Linked DNA regions of Mus musculus: regions 1 and 2 are each linked to region 3. The links are chromatin contacts, called in public Hi-C and Micro-C maps. All regions are on one chromosome and are shown on one strand. Each heading gives the region's core, a stretch centred on a gene start, on an enhancer-like site or on the middle of the called end of the contact. The rest is flanking DNA. Distances are from core to core; before and after follow the strand shown.

The links. A called contact is a pair of places that touch in the nucleus more often than the background predicts.
Region 1: a contact with region 3 is called in a Hi-C map of microglia, with 3 times the contacts expected there. The contact joins the enhancer-like site here to the promoter of Atp1b3 in region 3. A contact is called at or near these places in 14 of 39 promoter capture datasets (the 3T3-L1 cell line, 3T3-L1-derived adipocytes, the C10 cell line and 10 more), 1 of 15 datasets of contacts at CTCF or cohesin (the NIH/3T3 cell line), 32 of 484 Hi-C or Micro-C datasets (the AML12 cell line, the N1E-115 cell line, Sertoli cells and 20 more), 20 of 115 datasets of contacts at active chromatin or transcription factors (the 230-238 cell line, bone marrow-derived macrophages, craniofacial prominence and 12 more) and 4 of 9 other capture datasets (adipose tissue, liver, macrophages and 1 more).
Region 2: a Micro-C map of embryonic stem cells shows a contact between it and region 3, with 4 times the contacts expected there. The contact joins the promoter of Tfdp2 here to the promoter of Atp1b3 in region 3. A contact is called at or near these places in 7 of 39 promoter capture datasets (the C10 cell line, cranial neural crest, frontonasal cranial neural crest and 4 more), 3 of 484 Hi-C or Micro-C datasets (embryonic stem cells and muscle stem cells) and 2 of 115 datasets of contacts at active chromatin or transcription factors (effector CD8 T cells and memory CD8 T cells).

Annotation. Positions count from the first base shown.
Region 1 is chr9:96,542,483-96,546,887 of GRCm38.p6, forward strand. Rasa2 (RAS p21 protein activator 2) reads right to left here. Exons shown (of 24, transcript NM_053268.2): 20 at 3,765-3,847; 21 at 3,107-3,315; 22 at 2,306-2,409; 23 at 1,797-1,983. Among named protein-coding and RNA genes, the nearest start is that of Gm28729, 19 kb to the left of the region's middle. Within about 2 kb of position 1,974, at least 67 of the 459 cell types and tissues checked have an H3K27ac peak or open chromatin away from gene starts, as enhancers often do. A contact at or near this core is called in adipose tissue, bone marrow-derived macrophages, cerebellar granule neurons and 8 more, where this site is marked.
Region 2 is chr9:96,194,220-96,198,761 of GRCm38.p6, forward strand. Tfdp2 (transcription factor Dp 2) reads left to right here and starts at 2,056. Exons shown (of 13, transcript NM_001184706.1): 1 at 2,056-2,341.
Region 3 is chr9:96,362,427-96,366,711 of GRCm38.p6, forward strand. Atp1b3 (ATPase, Na+/K+ transporting, beta 3 polypeptide) reads right to left here and starts at 2,005. Exons shown (of 7, transcript NM_007502.5): 1 at 1,620-2,005. The coding sequence starts at 1,728.

The DNA.
Region 1 (4,405 bases), core at 724-3,223, 180 kb after region 3:
ACAATAAAAGAAATACACAAATTAGCAATGTGACATACACAGAACCCACTGAACACTTTTAATTTTCCTTGACTGCTCATGCTGAGTCTTGTTTTATTAATCTGACAAGTCTTATTGATCACTTACTATATTTCAAGTTCTATTCTAGAAGCTAATGGTACAGCACTGAACAAATCAGACACAGCATGCACACAGCTCACATGATGGTACAGGAAGTGTAAGAGGGGGTTTGCTGTTCACTGATGCCTGCCTGCCCTCCCTGGGCTCCCAGGCAAGCACACTAATACCAAGCTACTTTCCCAGCCCAAGCCCGCCCTCCCCCAAGAAAGAAAGAAAATGTGTGTGAAGAACACTGCAGGGGTAGTGGGCAACAGTGCCATCAGCAGCTGAGTGCTTTTTTTTTTTTAAAAGATTTATTTATTTTATATGAGTACACTGTTGTTCTCTTCAGACACACCAGAAGAGGGCATTGGATCCCAATTACAGATGGGTGTGAGCCACCATGTGGTTGCTGGGAATTGAACTCAGAACCCCTGGAAGAACAGTCAGTGCTCTTAACTGCTGAGCCATCTCTCTAGCCCTGAGTTTGTATTTTTTAATAGAGAAAATCAAAGTTGATCAGGGTATGGTATGCATGGATTATAAGGTACAATTTAAGAATGGCCAAGCCTTGGCTAGGAACTTCAAAGGACTTCAGGAAAACTAGATTAACTTTTGTTGGAAGATACTCAATTATACTAAAGAAGAAAATACAGAATTAAGATGTTTACAATACAACCTTCATAATGTGCCAAGCTTTCTACCAAGGAAGAATGTATTTATATCCACAAAATTGATTTTTCTTATTCAGAAATATAAAAGTACCGACCAACATAAGACTATTTAAAATAGTGTAGCAAGGACTTGGAGTCCTCACACTAACACTATCTTTGTGCATTTTAATTTTCTACCTGTAAAGTAGGAATGAAACCATGCTAGGCTGTATGAGCATCAATGACAGGAGCAGACACTGCATTGCCAGCAGACACCGTGAAGGACACTGTTGTTTGCCAGTCCATCTACTGTACTGCCAGCAGGTCCCTGGTCACACTGAGTGCTGCGTGTCAGAGAGTGCTGGAGGGTTACAGCTGACACATTTCTTTCCTCACACTAGGGAGGAAAGAGTCTTTTCTTTTTCTCCCTGTAAACATTATCTTAAAGAAGACAATGGGGCTCTGAGCTACTGTGGCTCCTCTGATGGTGAGAAGAAGAAAGGCGAGATTTAGATGATCCCAGTGACAATGACCGCATCTCAGTGACAGTGCTCAGTGATGCACTAACCCACTGGATTAGCTTGGTCTTCACTGTGGAGACTGAAAACCTCCCTCGAGTCTGCTACGGCTCCTGGGAGGAATCCAGCTGCCGGTGTCCTGAGAGGAACACGTCCCACGGCATGCCAGCTGCTGCTGTCCTTAGCCAGCGCATTCTCTTCATCTGAGATGTAGCACTTGAAACCAACCTTCAAATGCTTCTATGCACTGTTATGGCTTACTTTTTTTTTTTTTTTTTAGTATTTATTATAAATATAACATATTGTGAGAAATATAAAGGAGACAACAAAAAGAAAAAGCTATGAATTATTCAGAGTGAATTACAACTGACCACGACATTCAAAGCAGTGATGACGCTCAGCACTGACAGAAAGGATGGCTGGCCTGCGGCGGCCGACCAGGAGAGGGAGTGGGGGAGGCACGCACGCGCACGCGCACGCGCACGCGCGGGCCCTGATAGGCGGGAGCAGAGCCCAGGAGACTTACTTGCTTCCGTATTTTGCACTACTCGATCTTTTCTTTCTGTATTTCTCATGAGGTTCATCGAGCTTCTCTATGGTGCTTTTGATTTGCTGAATTGTCTTAAAGGTTGCAACAGAATCCTCAATGGTGAACTTAGAATAACCAGGTTCTTTCTGTGGCCCCTGATACACAGCTATAGACCCACAGGTCTCTGTAAGGAACAGTGAAATCTCTGATCAGAAAACTAAATTCCACAAGTGTAATCTGTAGTGTAATTTAAAAAACTTTGAAGTTTTTAAGTGAGTTTCTTTGACAAGAGCACAGGTGACTGTATTATAACAATTTACTGAACAATCACATTTACAAAGAATAATTATTTAATTTCATGAATAGATAAAGATTAATGCCTCCTTTGAGGGTTTGTAAACTTCACTATCAGTAACAGGAAATCTATAAATATTTTTAACTTTTTAAAAAGTCAAAGAAATAACCTAGAAATTAATAATGAAAACTAATGGTTTCATTTTGTTTACCTTCCATTTTCTGCAGCTTAAGTAAACTGAGGGTAAAAATAGAATAAATTCTTTCTGTTTCTCTGTCTTCATCGATATCTATCTGGATGTCTGCAGGGATGCCTCTATGATAAGAAGAAAATTAAAGACATTGGAAAAATTCTTTGTTAACATTAGAAATGAATCAAGACTAAAACTAGAATTAGAATTTTCTAAAAGCGGCTTCAGAAATTAGTTTCCGAGATACTTCAACAGGATCACAAGGTCTGGTTGTTAAGGACTCAAGTCTTGAAAAAGATTTTGAAGTAAAATCATAAAAAATATTTTTAATGTATATGTGTATATCTGTGTGTGTGTGTGCGCATGCGTGCGTGCCTATACATGCCTCTGCAGAGGCTAGAAGACGGTATCTGATCTGTGCTCTGGAGCTGGTGTCACATGGGTTTTGGAACTAAACTTGAGTCTTCTTTCTACAAGAACAACAAGCACTAACTGCTCCCCAGTCCCAATAAACATATATATAACCTATAGTTGTTCACCGAACAATGCATCAATCTAGCCCCTGGGCACCACTAACTTACAGTTGTGTCTATAGAAATTTACTTACTCTCTGTATTTTAATTTTTGTGGTACTAGAATTAAACCAAAGCCCCTGTGTGTGTCAGGTGAGAGAGACACTCTACCACTGGGCAACAACCCAAGCCTTTCTAGACACGGTTTATAGAAATGTCTTCAGCACCGTGCGGCCTCTGTCCAGCTACTTCTACATAGCGTCTGTCATGCTCTCACACCCACGCCCGCATGCAGTCATGAGTTACTCACGCGGTGCACGGCTTGCAGCCTGGTGTGCTTTCACTCGTCTCCTGGCAGCAGAGCCAGTTTCCGTTGAGATACGCTGAGGGGTGGAAAGAGCTGAGCCTGTTGTGGTTGCATCTGCTCACCCTGCACAGGACATCTATCCACTCATTGGCTTCCACACAGTTGTTTGCTTGGATGTACAGCGTTTTCTCTGTATGTATCACTTGGAACATCTTTATTGCAAATTAAAATAAAAAGTTAGAGAAACCTTAAAAACAACATATACTATACAAAAAGAAAAAGCACTTAGGAGACCTGGATTGCTTGGCTAAGAAATGTCTGCTAATGTGTCGGAATGAATTGGTGCAGTAAGCAGGTCAGTACCAAAGATCATCTTAGCCAATGGGGCTAAGCAGAACAATACAGACTGCAGATGCCATACAAGTGCAGAGGAGGCCACTGTCTGCATAAGAACAAAAAGGTAATTTCAGATGCAGGAGAACCTGGGGGAACCACAAGTTAGTGAGGAGATGCTAAGGAACAGAGATGTCATCCTGGGGACTGGAGGGTCCTGCACCAGCTGAGTGGCCTAACTTGGGACATTATTGAGAGACCTGAATGGTAGATACCAAAATTACGTACACCTGATGACTTAAAATGCTTCAATATTTATGCAACTTACATTTTTCTTGTTGAAAGAGCCTTCTTCCAATTTTTCCACAGCAAGAATATTTTTTACTGGAATAGTGTAAATTGCATCTTTGCCTAAATAATAAAAGACGACAAAATTAAAAGAATTACTGTAATAACCATAAAGATGAGATGTTAATTCTGCAAGGCTAATTCCACTAGCTGATAGAAGCATATGCATCCACAATAGACTTCTGGATGGTTTATGTATAATATGGAACGAGAATTTTTTTAAAAAAGATTAATTAATTAATTAATTATAAGTACACTGTAGTTGTCTTCAGACACCCCAGAAGAGGGCATCGGATCTCATTACAGATGGTTGTGAGCCACCATGTGGTTGCTGGGATTTGAACTCAGGACCTCTGGAAGAGCAGCCAGTGCTCTTACCCGCTGAGCCATCTCTCCAGCCCGGAAAGAGAATTTTGATGTTTAATGTAAAGGAATGTCCCTGCCTTTTAACACATAAATGAAAATATTTTCAAGGAAAAGCATCTAAGTTTGATCTTTATATGGACAATTATTTTCTATGCTATTACAAATTTGCAACACTAATTATGTGGCAGCTGAAAGAACTAATGTGTCTAGTGACAGAGACCCACTTTGAGGCCCAGGCTCAGGAGCTATGACCAC
Region 2 (4,542 bases), core at 806-3,305, 170 kb before region 3:
AGTTTTCATTTTAGAAAGAAATTAAGGGAATATGGTAAGATGAATCAGAGGGTAAAGCCGTTTGTTTCCAAACCTGAAAACATTATGTTAATCCTCAAGACCCACACAGTAGAAGACAAGCATCAATTCCTGCAAGTTGTCCTTTGATCTCTACACTTTTATATCCCCACCCCCACCCCATTCTAGCATGGGCATGTAGTGTTTAGTTGACAAGTAATGAGATTTTGGGCATTCCTTTCTCCACATTAACCCAAACATTTAATGTGCCAGCCTCTCTTGTGGCTACACATGTTGAGGGGCTTCATAATTTTTCACTACTGGATTGAAGTAAAGACTTATTTCTGTCATGCTGACTTTTTATCCTTAATGCTAGGATTGCTAATTTGTTTGTTTGTTTGTTTGTTTTGAGACAGGGCTTCTCTGTGTATCCTTGGCTGTCCTGGAACCCACTTTGTAGGCTAGGTTGGCCTGAAACTCAGAGGTCTACCTACCTCTGCTTCCCAAGTGCTGGGACTAACGGTGCTCACCACGATTACCTAGCATGCTAAGTATTTATTAAATAAGCTTAACACAATACCTTAACAACGTTTCCTGCGGAAATTAAATAAATCCACATTCACTTGTCAGTGCAAAAGGCAATCATTCAGTTGAGACTTTTGGATTACTGTATGTTTGGAATTTTGGGATTTTACCCATAACAATTGTCTAGAAATAGTCTCCAAATCTTCCAAAGAGAAAGCCAAGGGTGTTTGCTCTTGGCTTCCTCACCTCATTATGCATTTTTTCTGTCTGCTTGCCTTAGTTTCTACCTATGTACATCATCATTTTTTGAGAAAGGATCTCACTGTTATCTATCTATCTATCTATCTATCTATCTATCTATCTATCTAATGTTTTTGAGAAAGGATCTCATGTAGACTCAGTTGGTCTAAACTCCCGACTCTGCCACCCAGACCATGAGCTGACACTCTGGGGCTGGTATTTACATCAATAGCCCCCTCTCAGAGTTGTTTCCCTTATCACACCACTGAATTTTTTTTTAAAGAACTTTAAGAAGCATCTTTCCTACCTCACTGGAACATAAGCTCAATTATGCCAAGAATTTTTGTCTCTTTTGTACACACAGCCCTAGCATCATAAATAGTATTTGGCTCATAGAGCTATGAGGAAATTAAAATGAAAAAGATCAAAGTATTTTAAAGTCGGATTTTCTTATCTTACTTCCAAACGTCCACATTAGCTACAGTTCATACAGGATCCATGCACTTGAAAGGGGGAAACACCTTTTTTTGGAGGGGTGGGGGCAGGGTCAAAGTGTCTAGCCCTGGCTGGCTCAGAACTCACTGTGTTGACTAGGCTGGCCTTAGACTTAAAGAGATATGCTAGTGTCTGCCTCAGGAGTGCTGGGGTTAAAGACATGAGCCACTAAGCCAACCTGAATTTCTTAATAAATGACTGGGTATTTGAGAGTGTGTGCCTCCAACTTTTTCGGTTCAACTTCGAAATTAAGGCATCTGGCCTTAATTTATTGCTACACTTTCCCAGGAATTGAAGCATGACCAACCTCCACAGTGGTCCACGTGTGGCCTCAGGGTCACTTATCCCTCTGCCTTCCGAGTGTTCCTGGAGCAGTGGCCCATCAGAGGTCTATGGTCCAGATGTAAGGACCTAGTTCCGGTTTCTTTCCGAGAGATGGGATGGAAAAGAGAACCATACTTTAGAGCTGAGAGAAGCGAGGTGGTGGGTGGAGGTGAGGAGAGGGGCTGATGTGGTGGAGGGGGAAGGGCGAGCCTGGCTGCCCTCTAGGTGGCAGGGGTCCAGCGGCAGGCAGAGCCTCAGGGCGGCCCCTAGCGGAGAGTGGCTTTGGAGGTCAAAAGACCAGGGCAGGCTCCCGCAAGCCCGCCGCCCACCTCCGCCTCTGGCCCTGGGGGCGAGCCTGGGGGCGGGTTTTGTTTACTCCCTACACGCACTGCGGCCCGGCCAATCCGTGGAGAGCGTCGGCGCGCGTCATGCCAGCCGAGGGCCAATCGGCGCTCACCGTGCTGCTCCGCCGCCAAAGCGAGCGCGGGGGAAGCGGCGCCGCCGCGGCCGTGTCGCTGAGGGCGGACGGCGTCGGGCGCGCTGGGCTGTGCGGCCGTCGCTGCCTGGCACGCGGGGCGCGCCTTGACCCTTCCTGCACTGCAGGCTTCCGACGCGCGCGAAGACCGCGGCTGCGCGGCCGGGAGCTTGCTCCGAGCGGACCTGGCTCTGCCTGAGGAGCGGCGGCTCGCGAAGAAGCGTCTCCCCGGGAGTGGGCCGAGGGCTGTGTGGACCGGCGGCGGCCCCTCTGCACCAAGCTGCGGTAAGGTCCCGGAAAGGGCGCGGGCCTGCGCGCCAGGGGCCTTTGGACCGGGCGTGGCCCCCCGCCGGCCGGCTCTCCCCTGCCCTGTCCCGGGAGTCTCAGCTTGTCCTCAGGATTTCTCTGCAGCGGGGCCAAGCAACCCTGGAATACCTGATGAGGCTCCGGAGCCCGCGGGCTCGCCATCACCCGGGATCAGGAAGGGCAAGGGCTGACTTGGGCTTCTCACTCAGATCTTCTGACTTTCCCTCCTCCCTTCGTGATCCACCATCCTCCAGTCTGTTTCTGCGGGGTGCTTTTGCAGAGTTCCAAAGCTCTCCCTACCTGGAAGACCCCCAGGTTCCCCCAAGAGAACTTTTCCTTTCAAGTAGAGGTTACTTTCTCGGCCCAAGTTCTGGGAGGAATTCTGCACAAGGCCCTGGTTGCTGTGCACAGAGCAGCGGGAAAGTGACTGTGGGCTCCGCCGAGAGGTGGCACAGTGAAGTGCGTGGACACTCACTCGCCCGTGTTCCGGTGCTTTGTGTGGGCTCAGTTTGTTCATCTGTGAGCCACATCTGCCTATGCGAGGACGGGGAGGGTGTTGGGAGAGAGAAAAGGGCTAATCTCCGGAATGCACTTGAAACAAAGCTCACTTCTACTAAATGCATAACGTAACCCTGGATGCTGGAGGAGACTCTGGACCCCATGTTGTTTCACCTTTTCGGCTGAAATCGTTACCAGGCTTGTAGCCTGGCCTAGCAAAATGTTTACTTTGCATTCTTTTTCCATAGCATTCGTTGAAAGTACCTTTGAGCCTTTGGCGACTTCTGTCTTTCCTCCTTTCATCTCAAGGGGCTCCAACCCCTTATCCTGCCTCCTCTAGGCCAGCAGTTCTCAACCTTCCTAATGCTGTGACCTGACCCCAACCATAAAAGCATTTTGTTGCTACTTCATAACTGTAATTTTGCTACTGTTATGAATTGCAATGTAAATATTTAGGTTTTCCGATGGTCTTAGGCAAGAACGACTCCCTTTAGAAAGGGGTCATGACCCACAGGTTAGAAAACACCCCTCTACAGAGCCAGCTGCTGTGTTTCATTTGACTTAGAATTTTTCTGGGTCATTTGTTTTCTGTTCTCCTAATGGTTTGAAGTCATCGTAACTAGGCAGTATGGTTTAAGTCATTAGCCTCTTTTCCACTGTGGCAGAATTCAAAGTTGAGTATAAAATGTTTGTTTTGCATCTTGCCTCTTCCAGTCACTGATTATCTTACGATTTACTAAGGCTTTACCACTATCCCATTGCTGGAATTCATGTAAGTGTCCATTCTCAAATTGCATCAGGAGATAAAGGCGCCGGCCAGACCCCAGGTTCTGTCACGCTTGTGTACTGGCTCTGGGCAGAGTTAGTTTTAGAACATCTTGTGCCTTGGAACTAGTTTAGTGTTATGGCAGATATGGTGTCAGTAGCCAGTGCTGGCATGTGGTTGCAGAGTCAGGAATGCAGCACTTAACATTTGTTAAGAAAGTCCCGAGACTTAGTAAACCCTTCTGTTGCCTTAATTCCAGGCATAGTAAAGTAGTTTTAGTTATTCATATTACTATTTTGTGGCCGTAATTCCCTTCCCTCGCCCCTTGCGAATATGTAGTCCTTGCCGTGTGCAGGTTTTACCCTTGCAGCCAAAATTCTTAACTGACCTCCAGTACGGTTTGAGGGCTGGGGCATCAATAGCGCAGTGGTAGGGTAATTACCTAAACCTAGATTGACGCCCAGCCCCGGAAATATAAAACAGCAGTAACAAGACCTCACTTTGAAATAGGCTGTGCACTCCTTTCTTCATCTTTTAGGTTTACTTTGGTATGTGTCATGATGGCCCTCAGAAGAAACTAGATTGGGGGTTGTAAGGGTTTTAAAGATGATTAACTATAAATTGGGGCTGGCGAGATGGTTCGGTGGGTAAAGGTGCTTGTCTCCAAGTCTGCTGACCTTATCTCTGTCTGTCTCAGGGATCCACAGTGTGGATGGACAGAGCTCATCCTGAACGTTATCCTCTGACTGTTCCACACCTGTGCCCTCCTCCAAACAAACAACCCCCTACACCTCCCCCCAAAACTAAATGTACTTGCTTTTTAATACCTTTCTATCTTAACCTGTGATAACAGGACTTTAAGGATTTCTGAAGGCTAATGAACCCTTAGAAATGGTTTGCAAGATAACTTTTATTT
Region 3 (4,285 bases), core at 755-3,254:
GGCTAACCTCAACTTTATCCTTACTCCCACTTTGTACAGGTTCTCTGCTTAAATGCATATTACCAAGGAAACCTATATCCTAACACAAAGGTTAAAACAGCACTGTTGGAGCTGCCATGATGGTCCACTCATGTAAGTGACTGAGGCAAGAGGGCCACCAACAATTAGTTAATCAGAGGTCAGTCGAGGCCACAGGAAGATCCTGCAGGAGAAGCCCTACCGTCGAAGTAAAGATAATGGACTCTAGAAGTGAGAAGGCAAGAGAGAAAGGCAAAAGGCAGCTTACAAAAATGAACCTCTCTCCACCACCCAAAAATCTCTTCAGTTCAAAGTGCTCTCTGGAAACAAGCAATTATCTTCATCCTTCTCCCTTTAACCGCGGTGGAAGATTTATTTCTTGAGCACATACAGAGCTCTCAAGAAAAGACAGCAATTTAAATAAAAATTGTGCATGATTACTGGGCAGTCAGGCAAGGCATACGTAAAATAATACAACCACTGGACTGGGATTAAAGGAGACTGGGCTCTTTTCTTGGCCCCATGGAATATGTAATTTTACAAAGAATCACAACCTCTGGGTTTCATTTCTGAACTAGAGGTTGGAATTTAAGAAAACAAAACAAAACCCCCCAAACCTTCCATGGCTCCTTTCAGCTTGTGATAGAGTGTCAAAGAGCCTTGCACCCTAGAGGAGCTCACTTCAGTGAACAAGTCATTTTGTGAGCCATATCTCACTTATGGTCTTCAATGCTTCTCTTAAAAATGCCATGCCCCAACGGCTCTCAGCTCTAAAAATCCATTCTTACTCAGAATGGAAAAAAAAAAATCTGTCCTTACCCATTAACAAAATACTCTTAAAAAAGGATTTCAAAAAGGTAAAATTGTCTAAATAGAAAGGCAATAAATGGAATACACTTGTCCACCTTCACTAACATTTTTTTTGACCCCTCACCTTAAAAGCAGCACAAAACCCAGAAGACCGATCAACTCGGATTCACTATTTCGTTTTAAAACAATGAGTTCGCACAGAGAAAATCTGTTAACATTCAACCACCACTCGGATGTTTTGAAGGTACGGGAGGAGGGGGTGTTTAATAGGACCGTCTTTCCCCAAAGCAAAATCTGCAAGGCAGAAAAGCGCTGTGATCTCCGAGGAGGAGGAGAAGGAGGAGGAGGAAGAAGCCCTCTCGGAGCCGGCCTTTCTCAGTCGGAATTCAAGTGCTTTTTCGCGGACAATGTGCCCCAGTGATTAACTCCCCGTCACACGTCCCTGCAACCCACACACGCCCGGAGCTCGCCCGCACTGTCCCGGCCGTCTGGGTGGCAGCGCCGCCGAGTCACAAGATAGCGGGCAGTGGAAATTTCCTCTCCCCAGGCAGGCGAGGGGCAGGTCCGGCTTCCCCAGTCCGCGCGGCCCGCGCCTCCAGGGCGCGCGCCCTACAAAGGAGGCCCGGCCCGGCCGGCCGGTCCCGCTTCCGGCGCCGCTCGCGGCGGGAACCGGCAGCACGTGTGCCCCGCTCGGGCTGGCCAAGCGGCCGCCCAGCCTCGGAGCCGGACCGCCGGGCCGCCCGCAATGAATGGGGCCGTCCGCCGCGCCGCCCGCCCCGCCGCGCGCTCACCCCAGCTCTTGGAGGTGCGCCCCAGAAACTCTCCGCTGCTCGGGTTGTAGATGAACAGCTTCCACTCGGCCAGGCTCTGGTGGAAGGATTTCTTCTCAGTCTTCGTCATGATGGGCGTGTGGAAGTCGAGGTGAACGGAGGCCGCGGGGCTGGAGGCGACGAGGGGCTCGGCGGCGCGTCCTGGCGACGGCGGCGGCGCAGCCCAGCGACAACAGCGGAGGACGGCACGGCCGGGAACAACTCTTCGTTACGAGACCACTAGAGCCGACTGCGCCGCGCCGCGCCGGGCGGCCGCAGGGGCCCCGGGAGCCTGACGTCTCCGCCCGCCGCAGCCAATCCCCGCGCCGCTGGCGCGCACCGCGGCCGCTGCCTCCCGCCCGGCTGGGCGCGGCCCAAAGGCCCAGAGCCGCCCGGATGACCCCGCCCCCGACAACACGCCACGCCCACATCTCCAAGGTCCGCCCTTGACGCCAGAGCCACGCCCCCAGCCAAGCCACGCCCCAGCCGGGCTACTTGCCCCTGTAGCCCCCGCCCAGGTGCGAGGAAGCCAGCGCGGCGGGGCTGCGGGCGGAAGTCTGCCGGGCACACTGACCGGCAGGGTGGTGGCCCGAGGAAGGTGGGCGTAGGAGGCTACAGCGCTCTCCACTGGAAGCCCAGGCCGTGGCTGGGCTTAGTGGAAGCCCAGCCTGAGACTTAGTGGTCAAAGCCTGGAGCACATACTTGGCCCCGGAGCCTTCTGCAATACGCCGTGGCGCGTTCTCCTTGGGGCTCTGTGACGTCTTTAAACGGCACCTGCTGCAGGGCCTCGGGCAGCGTTTGTAGCGTCTAGTGTGGACTAGCTGCTTTTGGGTTGCCTGAGGGTCATGGCAGTTTTATTCTAAATATGCTATCGTTAACCAAATGGAGTACAGTATACTTTTTCTCCAGATTCAGTCGAGCATATCAATGAAATCAATATAAATATTTTCCCAAGATTTCCGCTCACTAAAGCCTTGCTTTTTTTTTTTTTTTTCTTTTCTGGCTCGGTCACTCCAATTGTTAACTACAATACTTGATGGAGTACAAGGTTAAGGTTGTTAGAGTTAGGGATAGATGCCTGAACCACTCGGCTGGTGTTTTCTTTGCCACTGGTGGCCGCTACGCCTAGGCGGAGCCAGGAATTCAGGCTGCATTCTGAAATTCTGAAACACCATAAATGGGATTTTAAAAGACTCAAAATGGAAGTTTGAACAGAAGGTGAGGTTATTTTGATTTTTTGTTTTTGTTTCCGGAAAAGAGATGTTAAATAACCTCTGTTAAATAGCAATAATGAATGAATAAATGCAATCCCATTTTGTTTGCAATAATTTCATTAACCACGCCCACCCATACGTTTATGACTATCCAAAATCCAGTTTGGTTTTGTTTGTGACAGAATCTTGCTGTGTAGCTTCAGCTGACTTGACATTGTGTATCCCACACTCTTGTCCTCCTGCCTCGACTTCCTGGGTACTGAGATCACAGGCATGTGCTACCATGCCTGATTTACAGGGGATTTTTGTTTGTTTTCAACTGTTGTTTTTCTGGGGTTAGGGTTATTGGGAGAGGAGGGAACCAAGGACCATGCACATGACAAGCATGTCACCAACTGAACTACATCCTCCGCCCTCCAGTTATTTGTTTGTTTTCCAAGACAGGGTTTCTCTGTGTTGCCCTGGCTGCCTTGGAACTCACTCTGCAGACCAGGCTAGTTTCCAGATCACAGAGTGCTGCCTCTGCCTCTGGAGTGCTGTGACTTAAAGGCCTGCACTCACCTCTCTCTGCCTCCGGTTACTTTTTTGGTCTAATAACACCAAAAAAATTTTCAGAAGCAATTTGTAGAGTTTGACATGAAGCTGATTTTAGAAATACCAAAATATTACACAAGAAGCCTAGAATGCTTCTCTAGATTATAGGTAAGGCTAAAAGCTAAGGAATGGAAATAATTTTACCTCAAAACCTGAACTGCACACTAGGGTAGCTAGAATACTGATAGGATTAACTATGAGCTTTTTATATATGCAAACCGATGAAAGATACATCATCTATCTGGGATAAAATATAAAAATATATCTGCTTATTTTGTGTGTGTGCATGTATAACAAGCATGCTTTAAGAAATAATTACCTAATACATAGAAAACAATGTTATGAAATGACATTTCAAAGATGTTAGTGGCCAGCTGAGAGTTTCAGTCTCTGTGTTTTTAATAGCCATAAATACAGCTTTTATACTTAGTGTTCTGTGGTTTTTCTAAATAAGGGTTTAAATACAAATATAATTCAGTAAACACTTTGAAAACTCATGGCTAGTTTAGTCAGTATGGCAGTCAGTTTCAACGGATTTCAATTTGGCAAAAATACTATACTCGAACAATATGGGACCTCTTTGTTTCTGTGTTCCGAGATAATTGAGCATGGCCTGGAAGAGTAAACACTGATTATCTTGGGATATTAGCCTGCCAAATATGAGCAGATGGAATATCAAATTTGGTCAGTTATATTCCTTGTAGGTAGCTTTACAAGAGAAATTGCTTTACCAAGATAAAAAAGCAAGATACATAAATTTGAATTTGAGAGATGAACATCTTGTATTGTTAATTCCCCCCCCCCTTTTTTTTTATATATGTGTAGATGTTTTCCCTGCAC